2 separate regions of the Sus scrofa genome follow, and region 1 is linked to region 2. A link is a contact called in public promoter capture Hi-C data. All regions are on one chromosome and are shown on one strand. The core of a region is the stretch at or near the end of the contact, and the rest is flanking DNA. Distances in the headings are between cores, read along the strand shown.

Region 1 (3,602 bases), core at 254-2,753, 54 kb before region 2:
AGATACTAACCTCCTAGGACCGTTGCATTAAATAAGACATAAAATATGTGGCACAAAGCAGGAGCTCAATGAATAGTAGTTCTTTCTAGTGGGGGAAAGCAGCAGGAGAGTAAAACCTGACCCTAAAGCAGGTTGGAGTGAAGGCTCTGAAATACCCTCTGGGTCAAAGATGCCCCTAAAGAAGAAAAAACCCAGAGAAGGCCTGGAGAAATCAGCCAAGACCAGGTAGCCTGCCTTGCCAGATCAGCCTAAAGGGTGTTTTGAGAACACAAAAGATGGAATAGCACCAGTAGCTTAAAGAGTGTCTTTTCTGGGCACTATACCAAAGACACGCTGAAGTATTAGCTCATGTGACCCACTCAATGGCCCTATGAGTTGAATTTTACCACACTTACATTGTACATCAGGGAACAGTAGCTTAAAGAAATGAAATCATCTGCCCAAGGTCACATACAACTAGTACAGGTAGGTCAGGTGTCCAACTAACTCCAAGGTTCATATTCTTACCTAGCCTGTAGAAACAGACATCTCTCCTGGAGTCTTTACCCTCTGTCACACCTGACATCTGCACAGAACTCTTAGAGAATACAGGCCTCTATTCCAATATTGTGCACACTTCCAACAGAACTTAATCTACTGAGGCCAATTTCAAATAGTTTTTACTGTCCTCAGCCACACGCTGCCAAAATCAGGACAGGGAAGGGGAGCCAGGAACAGAATAAAACAATAAGGCTTCTTCATATTTGCTTTTTGAAGAGAGGTGGGGCATGGATTTTGCACTTTAGAGCTTTAAAGGGAAAAAACAGCCTCAGGAAGGGATCTGATTTGCCTTCTAGGAGGAAAAACAGGCAGAGTAAGGGTGACTGGGAGTAAAATTGCATTGCAAATTACACAAACGGCATATAATTGAGATTTGTGGGTAATGACGAGCCCCGATGGGGTAAACTGAGGCAGGAGAAGTGACCTCAAAGCAACCACCAGCGCTGGCATCCAGCGCCCCACCTGCCTGTCGTTCCAATCTTGGGCGTCCCCAGAAACACCCAGACCAGCGAATAGAGGGACCATACAGACTCCCCCTACAGCAAGTAGGAGACGGGGGTGCCAGCAGAGCTCCCGGAAACTATTACCTATCAGAAACCAGCCAGCGGCTCAGCTCAGTCCCCGCGGGTCCAAAAGTGTGGGCTGGGAAGCAGCTGCGGTACTGGGGTGTGCAAATGCTGGGACCCACAGGGACCTACAGCATACCTGCCTCCTCCCGGCGCTCGGCGCAGGGGACTTTTTAAGGCGAGGCTGTGTGTGCCTTCGCTGAGCACCCTGGGAAATGTAGTTTCAGCCCTCCTCCAGCCTTGGCTTGTCCGCCCCCAAAAGACGACCTCTCAGCTAACACAAATGGCAAACGGAGGTGGTCAGGGCACCGCTTTCCTAAAGGGCAGTGAGTCTTCACTTCGAGAAGGGGCGTGACGGGGAAAAGGGAGCTCCGCTGGGCAGCAAAACTACAACTCCCAGAGGAACGAGTGCGTCTTAAAGACAAAGCTCTTTTTCCGGAACTCCGGGTTTCAGGTTTGGATTTTGTTTGTTCGTTCAACCCCGTGGCCCGGACGTGGGGCCGCGGTTTTTCTACGAAGAGGAGGGAGAAGAAGAAGAAAAAAAAAAAAAATCTAACTGGGAGGGGAAAAAAGCCACAAGTGTCGTTCGAGCGTGAGCGACTACGGTTGGATTGGCAATTGGCCATGCTCTCGCGGGTTCATCACGTGAAAGTTTCCGGTAGAAACTTTCTAACTCTCTAGTGGGAAGATCTGTGGATCTTCTGGAAAAGTTATGAATGGCAGTATTGTTTGTAGTGGCGGAAATTTGGAATCTTTCCCTCTGTCTCTTTCTAGGGTACTGGAAAAATAAACTAGGCACATCTATGCTATGGAATACCATGCAGCAGTCAGAAATAATGAGCTAAATCTGTAGGTACCATAGAGAAAGATGTTCGCCACAGTTTGTAACAGAACATTATGCATGGGAAGCTACTCATGTCAAAAATAATGTATGTGAGGGCCTAGGGTTAAAGAATACAGCGTTGTCACTGCTGTGGTTGGGCTTCTATCCCTAGCCCAGGAACTTCCCCATGTTGCAGGCAGAGCCACAAAAATAAATATGTATCTGGACACATAGGACATAAGAACAGGAACAGGACTGGAAGGAGACTGCCAAGGACGGAGATAAACAGGGAGAACTTGAGCTTTATTTGTATTGTTTGAATTTTTCTTATGAGAATTACTTTCCAAATCTACTGTTGTTAATGGTGAGCCTGAGAGGCCCAAGTGGTCAGTCTCAGAGAAGATGAGGGATTCTGCTCTAACTGTAACCTTGGCCAGTCACTTGGCTACTCTGTGTCTTTTTGTCTTCATCTGTAAAATGTGTTAATACTAGTATCAAATGCAAAAAAAAAAAAAATACTAGTATCAAATGCCTGAACTTGCTAGGAGGATAAACTAAGTAACTGCTTAGAGTTGCCTGGTGGCTCATTGGGTTAAGGATCTGGCATTGTCACTCCTGTGGCTCAGGGTCGCTGCTGTGGGGTAGGTTTGATCTCTGGCCTGGCAACTTCTGCATGCCTCTGGCTTGCCCCCCACCCCCCTGCCACAATAAAAGGTAAATGCTTGACTCCACAGTAAATGCTCCAAAAATGTTAGCCATTATTACAATGATTGTTGTTATTATTCCCATGTAGCCCCATTAAGGCAGGATCTGTGGTTTGTTTTCTCTTGGAGCCTCAGTCACTAGAACGTGGCTAGGACATTGCAGGTAGTTAAAATAATGTTAAATGAAGGAAGGAATAAAGATCAATCCCCTCCTCAGCTCCCACCACCCTACTTCCTCCCCTAAACGTCTCTTCTTCCTTCAGTCCTCAACCGCTGGTGTCATCCCCTCTCGTCGTCACCAGGTCCCATCCTTCTTCTCCCACTTCAGCACTTGCTCTTTTTTTCTGTGAACCCAGGAGGCCTCCAGGGAAGTGATAAGCTGCCTCCCATTGCTGCTGTACTCAGCAATGCAGATCCTGGCTCTGCAGTGGAGTGGAAGGCAGGGATGCCTGCAGCTGCAGCTTTGGTGGGAGCTCAAGGAAAACAATGAGTTCCAAGGAGCTGGAGGCGAAGGGCTTCACCCTGTCTCCTAGGGCAGGGATGTGGGCCAGATGAAGGAGTGGCTCCAAGGCCTCGAGCAAAGTTACTCACAGGTTTATTTAATAATCTAAACCCCTTGGTGAAATCTGTCAGCAGCAGACAAAAAAAAAAAAAAAAAAAACCAAACACATGTAGTTTATCTGTGTATAGACCCACTGTCTGCGGTAGACAGAGCCATTAAAAAAACATTCTGGGGAGTTCCCATCATGGCTCAGAGGAAATGAATCTGACTAGTATCCATGAGGATACAGGTTCGATCCCAGGCCTTGCTCATTGGGTTAAGTGTCCAGCGTTGCTGTGAGCTTTGGTGTAGGTTGCAGACACGGCTCACATATGGCATTGCTGTGGCTGTGGTGTAGGCTGGCGGCTACAGCTCCAATTTGACCCCTAGCCTGGGAACCTCCCTATGCCATGGGCGTGGCTCTAAAA
Region 2 (3,261 bases), core at 319-2,818:
GCTGGTGCCCGGCTATGCCGGCCTGCAGCGCCTTAGCAAGGAGGGGCTCGCCGGCAAGAGCTGTGCCTGCCGCCGCTGCATGGGTGATGCCGGCGCCTCTGAGTGGTTTGATAGCCACTTCAACAGCAACATTTCCCCCGTCTGGACCCGAGAGAACATGGATCTGCCCCCGGATGTCCAGAGATGGTGGATGGTGAGAAAGACACGGTCTCTCCGGCTTCCCCTTTGCTGCCCCCTCTTTAAGGGTCTGTCCCCCCTGTTAAAGCCCCTTCTTGGATTTGGGCTGTCTTCTTGCCCCCAGAGCCTTAACAAAGTGTGAGGTTCCCTGGACCAGAGCCAGCTATTAGGATCATAGATTCTGAAGCTCATAGATTAGTGAGCTTTGGCTTGGAAGGAGAGAGGACTAGTATTTTCTAGTGCCTATAGGAGCCAAATATAGACCACAAATACCTGCAAAGTCAGGGAGGTAAAATAGATAGGAGAAGCAGGTCCCCAGGGGGAAGATGGCTACAAGTGAGGACCATGCCCATGGAATGAAGTCCTTCCCTTTATAAAGGAGGCAGCCACACAACTCCAGTGATTGTTGCTATGCAGAAAGGCAGCCCATCACTGCTGGATCCTCTGACCCTGTAAGAGAACCCAAATGTCCCTGGAGTGCCTGCTGTGGCACAGCAGGATTGGTGGCATCTCTGCAGTGCCAGGACATAGGTTCTGTCCCTGGCCTAGCACAGTAAAGGATCTAGGTCACAACTGCGGCTTGGATCTGATCCCTGGCCTGGGACCTCCGTATGTCACGGGGTTGCCAAAAAACAAAAACAAAAAAAAAAAGGAGTCCCAATTTTTTTTCTAAGTATCCTAATTTGTAAATATTTGCTCAAAATAATTTTAAGCGCCATGCCATTCACTTGGTTCTTTACAATTGCTGGAAAATACTTTCTTCTGGGTTGGGTTACATAAGCATTGTCACCTCCTCTGGGGGCTAAGCAGCAGGGGCGGGGCATGAGGGGACAAGTATGCCGAAGCCTCCCTGCTGTTCTGTATCTCGGCACCTTTCTGCTACTTTAATTCCCTTCACCTTGTCCCTGTCATCTCTGGAGCATCACTCCCCAGACTGTGCCAGGGCCATCTGGTTGCCACGCATCAGAGGTATTTCAGTACTTAATCCAGGGGCCTGCATGCTGCTGGCATTCCCCACTGGGCGACTTAAAAGGCAGCTCCTGGTCCCTGGTTTCCCTAGCTGGCAAATGGAGAGGGTGACGGCTTCCCCTTTCTCTCACATTTAGAGCAGCTGTGAGGATGATGTGCGATCACGGTTATCAGAGTAACTCACAGATCCTGCTTCCTGGCCAAGACTGGCAGAGTCCCTAAGGAGGGGAAGTTTACAGAGTAGAGGTCACCAGGAGCCCCACAGACTCCTCCCATGAGAACTTAGAGCCCTTAAGGATCCCGTCTGTTGCTCATAGTCACAGTATTCATTTTATGGGGAAAATCAAGGTTCAGAGAGTGCCCAGGGCTAATGGTCAGAGTCTTCAGTGGTAGCCACCAAAGGCAGGGATAGACTGAGGGGCAGGCCAGGCCCCCGCTCACAGGGAGGGAACTCAGGACTGTGTAAGCACCAGCGTGTTTAAGCACCAGAAGCCACTTTTCTGCTGCTCTCCAGTCACTTCCTTTTGTTATCAACTTAGAAATTCCTGTCTCAGGGCTAAGCTTTTTCTCCACACTGAATTCATGTTCTTGTGGTGGAGCCCTTCCTGTGCTCAGAGAACAGACAGAGGAGTAGACCCACCCTGTCCTCTCCATGGTTTCTGTTCCCTGACCAGCTCCTATTACAGCTTGGACCACAGAGCATTTTTAAAATTTTTATTTATTTATTTATTGCCGCACCTACGGCATATGGAGGTTCCCAGGCTAGGGGTCTAATTGGAGCTACAGCTGCCAGCCTACACCACAGCTCACGGCAATGCCAGATCCTTAACCCACTGAGCGAGGCCAGGGATCAAACCCGCAACCTCATGCTTAGTGGGATTTGTTTCTGCTGCACCATGATGGGAACTCTCATTTTAAAGCCCTTACAGACTGGTGACCTGGGGGCCAGGTCCAGCTCAATGTTTTTAAACTATTTGCAGTAGTTACCATAGTTTAGGAATTTAATAATTTTATACAAAATCTGTATTTTCAGCAGCTAGAAAATATAGTCCTTCTGGGGGCAGTCTCACAAGGCGCAACGACTGGCTGAAGTCACTCCCCGTCTTTTTTTTTTTAACATTTGGTTTGTTTATTTGTTTATTTATTTTTGGCCCCATTCGCAGCATGTGGGAGTTCCTGGGTCAGGGATCGAACTGCACCACAGCAGCAACCTGAGCAGTTACAGTGACAATGCCGCATCATGAACCTGCTGCGTCACAAGGGCACTCCTGAAGTCACTCCTTTTTGATGGGGGCTGCTGCTTACCTTAAGCCCCACCTACCTTTTCACACCTGCCTGTTACTTGCCTGGCACTGTGGGCATTTAAGTGCTCTCTCCTGACCATATTTCATGGTCTTTTGCTTCACTGGTGGTGTCAGGGGACCAGTTTCATCCCAGCCATTCTGACTTTGAAAGTGTATGTGTGCCTCTCTGCCTTTTCCTCCAGGGCTCCAGACCGAGTCCTAGGGGTGCCCCCTGCAGGCCTATTGGGAATGAGCACCCGAAGCTTGGTGGGGCTTTGCATATAACCACCTCAAAATGGCTCTGAGACTCAGCTGCTGCAGGGAAACAGCAGAGCAAGGGCCTCACATGCTTGATGAGCCCAGGAAGTTCCTCTGTTTCAGGGCACAGGCCTGCAGGCCTCTGGAGAGTGTGTTGAATAGAACCTTGACCCCTGAGGTCTGACCAGGCCAAGGCGCTGCTCCTGATAGCTGAGCACCAGTCTGGTCTTGGATGGGGAGACCATGCCTTTTTTTTGAACGAGGGGAGGGTTCTCACTGCTCAGAGAGGATTCCTGCTCCATGACAGAGCCCGGGGTGTGCTGCTTGGACACTGGAGGGTGAGGGCAGGGAGGGGAAGCAGTCAGGAGTCCCCTCCCACTCATACTTCCCTCCCCGCCCCGCCTCCTCTCTCCCCCTCTTCCCTCCACAGATGTTGCAGCCCCAGTTCAAGTCACACAACACCAACGAGGTACTGGAGAAGCTGTTCCAGATAGTACCAGGCGAGAACCCCTACCGTTTCCGGGACCCCCACCAGTGCCGGCGCTGTGCTGTGGTGGGGAACTCGGGTAACCTG

What was found. Promoter capture Hi-C pulls out the DNA fragments that hold promoters and counts their contacts.
Region 1: a contact with region 2 is called in a promoter capture Hi-C map of liver, with 5 times the contacts expected there. The contact joins the promoter of FUK here to the enhancer-like site in region 2. A contact is called at or near these places in 3 of 5 promoter capture datasets (fetal liver and liver), 25 of 47 Hi-C or Micro-C datasets (alveolar macrophages, blood, embryonic fibroblasts and 12 more) and 2 of 2 datasets of contacts at active chromatin or transcription factors (alveolar macrophages and skeletal muscle).

The regions. Positions count from the first base shown.
Region 1 is chr6:13,469,672-13,473,273 of Sscrofa11.1, reverse strand. FUK (L-fucose kinase) reads right to left here and starts at 1,503. Exons shown (of 24, transcript XR_002344515.1): 1 at 1,128-1,503.
Region 2 is chr6:13,415,773-13,419,033 of Sscrofa11.1, reverse strand. ST3GAL2 (CMP-N-acetylneuraminate-beta-galactosamide-alpha-2,3-sialyltransferase 2) reads left to right here. Exons shown (of 8, transcript XM_021093795.1): 3 at 1-193; 4 at 3,118-3,261. Among named protein-coding and RNA genes, the nearest start is that of ST3GAL2, 39 kb to the left of the region's middle. Within about 2 kb of position 1,568, at least 26 of the 83 cell types and tissues checked have an H3K27ac peak or open chromatin away from gene starts, as enhancers often do. A contact at or near this core is called in liver, omental adipose tissue, retroperitoneal adipose tissue and 1 more, where this site is marked.